Linked DNA regions of Sus scrofa: region 1 is linked to region 2. A link is a contact called in public Hi-C data. All regions are on one chromosome and are shown on one strand. Each heading gives the region's core, a stretch centred on a gene start, on an enhancer-like site or on the middle of the called end of the contact. The rest is flanking DNA. Distances are from core to core; before and after follow the strand shown.

Evidence for each region. Hi-C and Micro-C count contacts between places; a contact is called where the count stands out from the background.
Region 1: a contact with region 2 is called in a Hi-C map of blood, with 2.1 times the contacts expected there. The contact joins the enhancer-like site here to the promoter of DOCK5 in region 2. A contact is called at or near these places in 4 of 47 Hi-C or Micro-C datasets (blood, embryonic fibroblasts, fetal heart ventricle and 1 more).

Annotation. Positions count from the first base shown.
Region 1 is chr14:9,336,964-9,342,057 of Sscrofa11.1, reverse strand. DOCK5 (dedicator of cytokinesis protein 5) reads right to left here. Exons shown (of 52, transcript XM_021073736.1): 16 at 3,503-3,575; 17 at 2,546-2,649; 18 at 1,191-1,374. Among named protein-coding and RNA genes, the nearest start is that of GNRH1, 110 kb to the left of the region's middle. Within about 2 kb of position 2,192, at least 4 of the 83 cell types and tissues checked have an H3K27ac peak or open chromatin away from gene starts, as enhancers often do.
Region 2 is chr14:9,195,207-9,199,832 of Sscrofa11.1, reverse strand. DOCK5 (dedicator of cytokinesis protein 5) reads right to left here and starts at 2,553. Exons shown (of 52, transcript XM_021073736.1): 1 at 2,281-2,553. The coding sequence starts at 2,323.

The DNA of each region.
Region 1 (5,094 bases), core at 943-3,442, 140 kb before region 2:
CCGTGGCATATAGAGGCTTCCAGGCGAGGGGATGAATCGGAGCTACAGCTGCTGGTCTATACCACACCACAGCAACGCAGGATCTGAGCCATGTCTGCGACCTACACCACAGCTCAGGGCAATGCCAGATCCTTAAACCCACTGAGCGAGGCCAAGGATCGACCCGCAACCTCATAGTTACTGGCTGGATTCGTTTCTGCTGTGCCACAATGGGAACTCCTAAAGTATATAGTTTTACTGCCCTAAAAGTCCCCTGTGCCTGCCTCTTCCACTGTCCCTCTCTCCCCCAGCATTCTGTAACCACAGACCTTCTCAGGTCTCCATGATTTTGCCTTCCTTTTGGCTTAATCTTTGGTATGTTTTTACTTTCCCATATGGAGCAGATCTGAACCTCACTCTGTTGAGTCCAGCCACTTGTCCAAGTGGAAATACTACCCGTATTCTCTACCTGACCATGATTCATCAAAACAACCAACACAGAGCCCTTCTAAAAATCAACCATTTTTCTGATTCTTGAGTGTACCTTACATTTAAGCTGTTTTGTCTACCTTGTCACTTCTCTAAGGCCAAGCCCCTTGCAGGTACCTCCCCCAAATCTTCTCAGAGGTCAAAGGGACCAATCCTCTACACAGAACAGGGAGTACAGGATTTCTAAAGCAAGTCCCCTAAGCAGCCAATTCTTGGATCTCTTTATTCAGTAGGATTCCTTAAATATTACATAGGTTAAAAGAGTAAGAAGCTGTGATTGGCCATCACATGCCCTGATACACTCACAAGAAGTTTTTAACTTTTTATTGCTATCAGATTTCAAGAAAGGACAAAATGATGCCCCATTTGAACTGTTGAGCTGATTTTATGGAAAATCTCTGACCACTTGGGAAAGATTGGGAAAGAAGAATCTGTAGGGGGAAAGATGGAAGGCTAATGGGAAACCCTCCCTGCTCTTGGCCACACCTGCTTAGGCAGGAGACTGACATTCCTCTGCCAGGACCAGTGTCCTCCTCTTATTATCAACATCATAGGGCACGACAGTGGAGTTCATGAAGAGCTGAGTGCAGAATCCAGACTGCCCAGAACTGCACCTCAGAAGACAGCCCCGCACAGGGTCCAGTGCCCCAAGGCTAACAAAGAAATCCATGGAAACCAAAGAGAAAACCCAATGCTGGTGTCACTCAGGTCATCACGCCTACCGTTCTGGGTGAGCTTTGTAGAGCAGATGAGTGTGGCGATCTGAAAGCTATCTTTTGTGCTATCCTTGGTTGGTGTAAAGTTGGCTAAGGCTTTGGATGCTTGGAGCTCCTTTTCTTCCATCTCTGCCTTGGTTCCAGGCAGGCTCAGGTAGAACTTGGCATCTTCCATTTTCTTGTTGTCACCCTGTAAAGGGAGCATGTTGGGAATCCCAAAGCAGGGACAAAATCTCTTACGTGGAGATAGAAAAGTATCTACCCTGAGTGCAGGGCATTTTCAACATGAGAAATGAAGTTTCCTTCAATGAGATCCCTTCCAACTCTGAGACACATTCATACCTTTCCGGAGTCTGGGCGTGGAAATAATTTCAATACTGAATGAAAGTGGAGTAAGTTATGCACTAGAAATCAATATCCTAGTCTCTGGTCTACCTACATAAATAAACATAACAAAGAATAAGGATGGATTTTCTTTTCTTTTCTCTTTTTTTTAAGTTATTTCCCCAATATAATTTTTTTCCTACTGTACAGCACGGTGACCCAGTTACACATCCATGTACACACTCTACTTTCGCACATTATCATGCTCCATCATAAGTGACTAGACGTAGTTCCCAGGGCTACACAGGGATTTTGTTTTCTTGATTGTGTACATGGTCACAATTACACCTCATTGGGTCCATTGAGAAAAAAGAGCTTGCCATGCCTTCTAACGTTATTTATGAGCCAAGGAGCCATGAAGGGAAAGACACACCAGGTACATTCATCTCAAGAAAGCTACCCATCTGTGTGAAAAGCCTCCTGGATATTGTTGGACAAATGAGATCTTCCCAGCATCTACTTCCTTGGCTAAAATCTCAGTGGAAGTGACAGCTCTGCAACAGTTAGAGGGGAGTACAAGGACCAAACTGACAGGAAAGGAAAGGGGGCCCCGTGGCAGAGACAGGGTGCCTGCCTTGAGCTGATATGAAAACCACATCCTGCCACACCCACCACACTAACCCAGCCCAGCAGCGCAACCATCAACACTCCACTGCAGGGCGAGACAGAGAGCAGAAGGCTGGCGGCAGCCCTCAACTGTTCACCTGCACGGACCCATGTGCGGGAGAGGGAGGGTCTGTCCTTGAGGAGTCCACGTGCTAATGCAACATGCTCTTTCCAGAAAGGGGATGCGAGGCCACGGAGCTAGTGTGACCACAATGCTCTAGGGCTCTAGACTTGAAGGGGCAAACGTGTACAGGCCTAGAGAAGCTGTCAATATGTATATATATATAAGTCTGAAAGGAGTTTTCAGAACCGGTTTTGGAGAGAGTAAATATGTCCTCAGCAATATTCTGAGCCTCTTTCTTTCGCACCACCTTATAAACCACCAGATCGTGCCTCCCATCCTGCAGAGTGGTGCCATCCGGGTTCATCAGCTTCACGAAGGCCACCCCAAAGGCGCGCTCTGATTTATCTCTGGCTGAAAAGACAGGAATACGTGTCTGAGCAGGGCAAAGGGATACCAGGCGGTGATGGCTCTGAGAGCTGATGGCACATTTTGCTCTGGGGGCTCGTGTGCAAACACACTGTCATCAGCACAATTCAGGGAGCTCCAATAAGCCCCATGCAATGTGCACGGCACAGGCTCTCAAAGGAAACAGCTCCCTAACTGAAATCTTCTGGTGCCCCCAAGTGAGCTCCTCTTCCTACATCTCTGAGTCCACTCAATCATTCAAATCAGAACTGAGGGTGTTTAAAAAAACCAACGAAAAAAACAAACAAACATAAAAAAAAAAAAACAGGAGTTCCCGTCGTGGCGCAGTGGAAACGAATCCAACTAGGAACCATGAGGCTGAGAGTTGGATCCCTGACGCTCAGTGGGTTAAGGATCTGGCGTTGCTGTGAGCTGTGGCATAGGCCAGCACCTGTAGCTCCAATTCGACCCCTAGCCTCGGAACCTCTATATGCCATGGGTGCAGTGGCCCTAAAAAGACAAAAAAAAAAAGAACTGGGGGTGTTGACAATGATTCCCCCGACACCAACTCTGCATCCCCAGGGCCTCTGGCACCCATGCCCTTTCGCTCCACCCCTGCTGTTCCCACCTGAGTCCAGGCCACCCTCACTCTCCCCCATCTCCCCACAAGAAATTCAGATATAGAAGGATAAACACAGATCTCCCAGCCTAGAATAAGTCATTCCTTGGATTTCCTTAGCACCAATGGCTCTTGATATAAAGGTGCCACGTATCCTGTTCTCCAGACCCACAAAAAGCACTGCCAAGCAGGAGATAATATTTTTTGGATGAAAATAGTCAAAGATCCCCTATTACTTACATTCCTGAGACGACCTGTGTCGGAAGGTAAATCTTATATGACAGCGTGTGACCTCTTCTATAGCAATGGATACCTGAACAATCGTAAGAAAGGAAGAGTTTATATCAGCACAGGCCTTCGTACTCAGAGCTCACTGTAGCATCTGGTCGCAGGACTAATTTCTATTGAGTGAGAAATAGGGCAGGGTTTCCTTCAAAGGACACTGAGCGATTTTCAAAATTCAAAGCATCTCAAGAAACATTCATCTTTGCTGACTATCATCGATTCTGAAAATGGAGATGTCACACAGTCCCAGGACTTTCTCAGGTGGGAAACAGGAAATAGTTCAGAGGGAAAAGGTTGGTACTTTCAGGTCTATGTGGAACCTTTCAGACTGCAAGGTGTATATTCATATGGTAATAATTAGGGCCTCTAAAGAAGGAAAAGATAGAACACTGGGGACAAGGAGGCCTGTTTTTGTTGCTTATATACATAGAAAGGGCAGGGAAAACCAAGGCATGGGCAATGAAAAGAGCAGAGAAATTACGGCCAACAGTTTAATGATTGTATTATATAATCATGCCATGATTGTATAATGGAATATTTTGCAAGTATCTAAAAATACATTTCTGAAGAACTTCCAATGCCTCAAGAGAAGTAGTTTGAAAAGGCACACTATAAATTTGTACAAACAGCATGATTCAGAACATATGAAATATATAAAACTGTAGAAGATGGTTACTTCCGAATTGAGGTAATAGTGCCAATTTCTTTTCTTTTTTGTCTTTTGTCTTTCAAGGGCCGCACATGTGGCATACGGAGATTCCCATGCTAGGGGTCTAGTCTGAGCTGTAGCTGCCGGCCTACGCCAGAGCTATAGCAACACCAGATCCGAGCAGCGTCTGCAGCCTACACCACAGCTCACGGCAACACTGGATCCTTAACCCACTGAGTGAGAACAGGGATCAAACCCACAATTTCATGGTTCCTAGTCGGATTCGTTTCTGCTGAGCTATGAAGAGAACTCCTGCAAATTTTTTTTTTTTTTAACTGTTGTATGGATAGCTCATGACACTTGGACAATCAGAAAGAGCCAATGGATCATGGGGTGCAGAAGACATGAGCTCCAGTTTAGGCTCCAACATTGAGCAGCTAGAGGTACTTGGTAAGTCACTTTTTAAAAAATTTTTTAAATTCAAGTAGAGTTGATTTACAATGTGGTGCCAATTTCCACTGTACAGCAAAGTGACTCAGTCATACATATGTGATATATTTTCTTTTTTATATTCTTTCTCATCCTGGTCTATCTTAGAAGGTCCCTTCACTTCTTTGAATGTCAGCTATGTCATCAGCAAAAGGGCTACTGCCACTTGGACTATTCTAGTCGTAGGGCTATAGTAAGGCTCACACACGACGATGGATCTGAATGAAAAGCACTGGAATCTGCCAGACACATATTTAAATTGAAAAGAGGCCCAGAACACTTGGTTAGAGGCCAGGAAGGAAAGAAATGTTAGGAAACTGCTTGCAGAGTGTGAAAATCTCCATTTGGTTCGGGACCATCTTGGCAGCCTATTACATCCTTACAACCACACGCTTCTCTCTTCAAATTT
Region 2 (4,626 bases), core at 1,304-3,803:
GATGCAGAGGTGGGAGGGCACACTGAACAGGGGACAAGCACGGGGGAGCAAAGTCCTAAAGGAGGGACTCTCTCCATGGGATATTGCACAAGAGGGAGGAGAGAGGCGTCTGCGCCAGAGGGTTACTGAAAGCGGTTGGGAGACACAGTTCGTAAAAGTACGTTGAACTGGATTATCAGAACCTTGAAAACCGGGCTCAGTTTAGACTTTGCCCTGTAGGCCAAGGAAGAGGAGGTGATATGAACAACCATGTGTTTTAGGAATAAACAAAGGAGACTGAGCTCATCAGCTCATCCTCCTAACAGTGGGCCCTTTTGTCAAATTCAGATTAATCAGCATCTATTGTCTAGTGACAAATTTCCCAAGCTATATGCTGGGGCAATTTTGCCACCACCTATATGCCCTGGAAATGCAATTCACATCTCTTGACTGATGATATATAACAGGGTAACCTGACTCCAGAACAGGAAAAAACAATTTTTTAAGAGAAAATACTATAGTTGTTCCTATGACAACAATAAAACCCATATTTTTAGGCTATGTTTGCATTAACTACCAAAGTCATAATAGTTTTGTAAAGCTTATATCCTGTTAAAATTAGAATTGATCACTTTTTTGTAAGTGGTAAGTACTCATTAGGCAAATATATTTACTCATTGCTAAATATAATTTAATTTGGGATTTAGTTCCCAATAACACTCACAAATAAAGGAACTGACTCCATCTCACTTCCACAACTACTGGCTACTTACTAACTGGCATCTGATCAGGAGCCCCTGTCCGAAATCTCATGACCAAATCAGGAAGAGGTGATCTGGAGAAGAAACAACATCCACTCATTTCTGAGTTATACCCATAGAAGACTGCAAGAATTCTCTAAGAAATTTAAAGGAAAAAAATTTCTGCAGCAGAGGAAAAAGAGGTACTTATATGCACATTATTATATACACACATATCTGCTTATTTATAAAGGAACACAATCCAAAAGTAATACATATGAGAGGGTTAGTTGGTTTTTTGTAACTGACTCAGGGATACAGAGTTAAAAAGTACCTAGAGATGCTAGTATCTCTGAAACTGACACAGTGGTCACGAAGCATAGAATAGGTTTAGGGACCCCCTCCCCAGTAACCACTAAGGTGAGAAAAAAAAAAAATGGGGGCAGCATGGGAGAGGAGCAGACGACTAAATTACAAACAAGCCCAATGAATGACCTGGAGAGGAAGTGATAAAAGTCTCAACCCACACAACTGTGTTTATCCTAGGGAATCTCACCCAAGCCTAACGGCCATTGTAATCGCCCGGCTAAAGGCAGAGCTCTCTCCCACAAGACCTTAGCAACCTCATTCCTCGCTAACTAGTGGAAGGACCAAGGTTTTTCACCTGGTTCAAAACCCCGCCCAGCCGCTGTTTCGGATCGAAACTAACAGAAAAGCAATCAATCCTCTGCACGTCCCGGGGCCTTCCAGCACCGCTGTAATGAATGCCAAGTGCCTAGCCCGGGACCTGTCACAGTTTTCCTAAGGCTTCGTCTTATCCCACAGCGGAATCGGGAATCACAAGGCAGTTCTGAAACCCTCTCCACACACACTCTGGTAGGGGACGAGTATCTGCACAACCAGCCCCGGGGGCCAGCCACCCCCGTTCCCAAGCCACACACTTCCTGCCGTTTCCATCACCACCACACCACCCCTAGAGTTTCGCGTTCAGTTAACAACTGCTCTCAGGATCGGAGTGCCTGGGAGGAAGGAGAGGAGGGCGGCTGCCCACCCCCAGCACCTCACTTCGGGCTTCCGAGAGAACCTAAGAGGGAAGGCAGAAAGCACTGGGGCAGCCAGCAGATCTCGCGTTCTGCCGGCCTCCGCTGGTTACAAAGTACTGAATGAAACCACACGGCCCGGGAGGAGGGGGACGAGCACCAGAACTGGGTGCCCGGGTTTTGCACGTTTCTGCCCTGCAAAGTGCTGCAGCTTTGGGTTCGGGGGACAGGACTGCCAGTTCCGGAGCACGATTGCCTTTTAACCATACGGATCCCCCAAAGCCAGCATGAATTCCCACACGGGGCTCCCGGGGAGGGTTCCGACTCCCACCGCCCCCGGGGTGGCTGCAGCCGGAGCAGAGCCCTCCCCGCGCCCCCGCGGGCAGCGGGAGCCGGATCCCGGTCCCGGGAAGGCGCGCACCTTCTGGCCCGGCGTCCGCCGCCCAACTTTTCGCCGGGCAGGGCCGCTCGCGCTAACTTGGCGGCGGCCGGGTCGGGGGCAGGGTGGGGCAAACACTCACCAACCCCGTACTTCTGCCTCTTGGTCGGGATCCAACGGGCCATGGCGGCGACCTCGCCCCGCGGCGGCTGCTGCGGCTACGGCGGCTACAACTCCCGGGGCTCCGGACGCCGCCGCGCCGCGCTCCTGCGCGCCCCAGGCTCTTCCGCCATGTTCCGGCAAACTTCGCCCGGCCCCGCGCGCCGTCTCCCCGCCGCGCCGCCGGCTATCCGCTCCGGCTCCAGCCCCGGCCCGCGGTCACCTGCTGGGCCAGGCGGCCGCGCCGCCGTGCGCGTCCCTCCCGGCGCCGCCCCGGCCCCTCCCGCCGGCCGCGCCCTCCTCCCGCCGAGGCCGCCTCCGCGCCCCGACCCGCCGGCTCCCGGCCTCTCCCGCCCGCCCCGGGCTCCGCGCTCTCCCGGGCCGGGGCCGGCTCCGCCTAGCGCACTTCCCGGGAGCAGTTTCCCAGCACAGCCTGGGGTCCAGTTTTTTCCTTTCTGTGTTTTGCTTTTTCACTCCCGCCTTCCCCACCCGGACTAAGCCCGGGAGGCTGGATCCCGGGGGGCGGGTTCCCCGCCGCGGGCGTCGGGAGGGCTGCGCTGGAGGCTCTCCCAAGGAGTGTGGGGTCCGCTCCCCCCGCACGCCTGAGCATCTAGGGGACCTAGGATGAGTTAATAGGAACTAGGATCTAGGATGAGTTGCTTCTCGCCCTCGGGGCACCGACGGTGCCCGGTACTCAGCGGGAGCGCAGTAAATATTTGTTGAATGAATGAGCAGTTGACTGCTGCGTTCACCTCCTAGAGCTTTCCCTGACACCACGAGAGCAGGAAGCCGGACTCCAGAGCAGACATGATCTCCTGGGGCCACCGTTTATTGCCTTCAAAGCCGGAACATTTGCCTTCTGGTAAATAGAGAACTGATGCAAGGGAGCCGGACTCCTTCGTATCAAGTAGTTTCCTAGGGGTGCCTCTGTGGGAAAAATTAGTTAGAAAGCCCCGACTTGGAAATCCTGTGCCCCGGAAACACCGAGACTCCTCCCCAGCTGAAGATATTGAGACCCAGCTGAAGAAATTCAGACCCTCATGCTCAAGGCAACAGTCCGCCCCAAGACTTCACTTTTCCAACAGCCCAGCTGTTGAGCATCCCTGAGGAGAGGAGGATCAGGCACGTGCATTCACTGGCTGTATTGTTTGGACAAAGAGGCAAATGCAGGGACTGTTCATCTGACCTGCCCTTAACTCCTTTTGTATCCTCTGAAACTTCTGGAACTCACTTCCTCCTGTGGACCTCGAGAATGAAGAAGATAGGCTCTGAATCCAGGTGGAGGTGGGGCGCTTGCTACCTGGCCCAGAGAAGTAAAATCTCAGAGTAACTGACCAGCTGATTTAAGTTCACCATCTGAGAACATGCCTCTTGAAATAAATTGTTTGGTTCTTGCAGTCTGTGAAGGTTTTCTTGCCTATCTGGAACATGAAAGGAAACGAAATGAAATAAACATGTAGTTGAACAGTGAAATATCATTGAAGACTTAGTGCATTTTACCTTTGGTCACTTCTCGCAAAGTCAGTTCTGAATTTTTTTTAAAGGTCTTGTTCATGGTGCGTCATTCCTAGGGCTTCCTTTCTTCTCCATCAACAAATAGGTATTTATTCATCAAGTGTAATGATGGTTTAAGAAACTGGTCCCTGTAGACTTAAGGGTTTGGGATTGGGTATGCACACAGGGGTATATGGTGTGATTGGCCAATAGCAAACTGCTATATACACAGAGAGCTCTACTCAATATTCTCCGATATCTATATGGGAAAAGAATCTGAAAAACAAATGGATGGGTTGTATAGGTAGAACTGAATCACTTTGTTGTACGCCCAAATTATCATAACATTGTAAATCAACTATACTTCAATAAAACTAAAAAAAAAAAAAAGTTCACTCCAAAGGCTTCCTTTTTCCTCTGTCAACAAATAGGGTATTTATTCACCAAATGTAATAATAATTTGAGAAATCTGTTCCTTTAGGAGTTCCCATTCTGGCTTAGCAGTAAAGACAGAACACTGTCTCTGTGAGGATGCGGGTTCCATCCCTGGCCTCACTCAGTGGGTTAAGGATCTGGCATTAAGGTGGCTGTGGCATAGGCCACAGCTGCAGCTCCAATTAGACCCCTGGGCTGGCAACTTCCATATGCCACACCCTTTAGACCTAATATTGAGAAGGAATTCTACCATCTGCCATCCCCTCAAAAATTTATCTTCCTCTGCCGATGACCTCATGATTAACCTAACTTTCCAGGTTAGGTAATTTCTTCTTTCCACAAATATTTAAGTGCCTACTAGGTATCAGGCATTGCTCTAAGAATGCAGGCACAGCAGGGT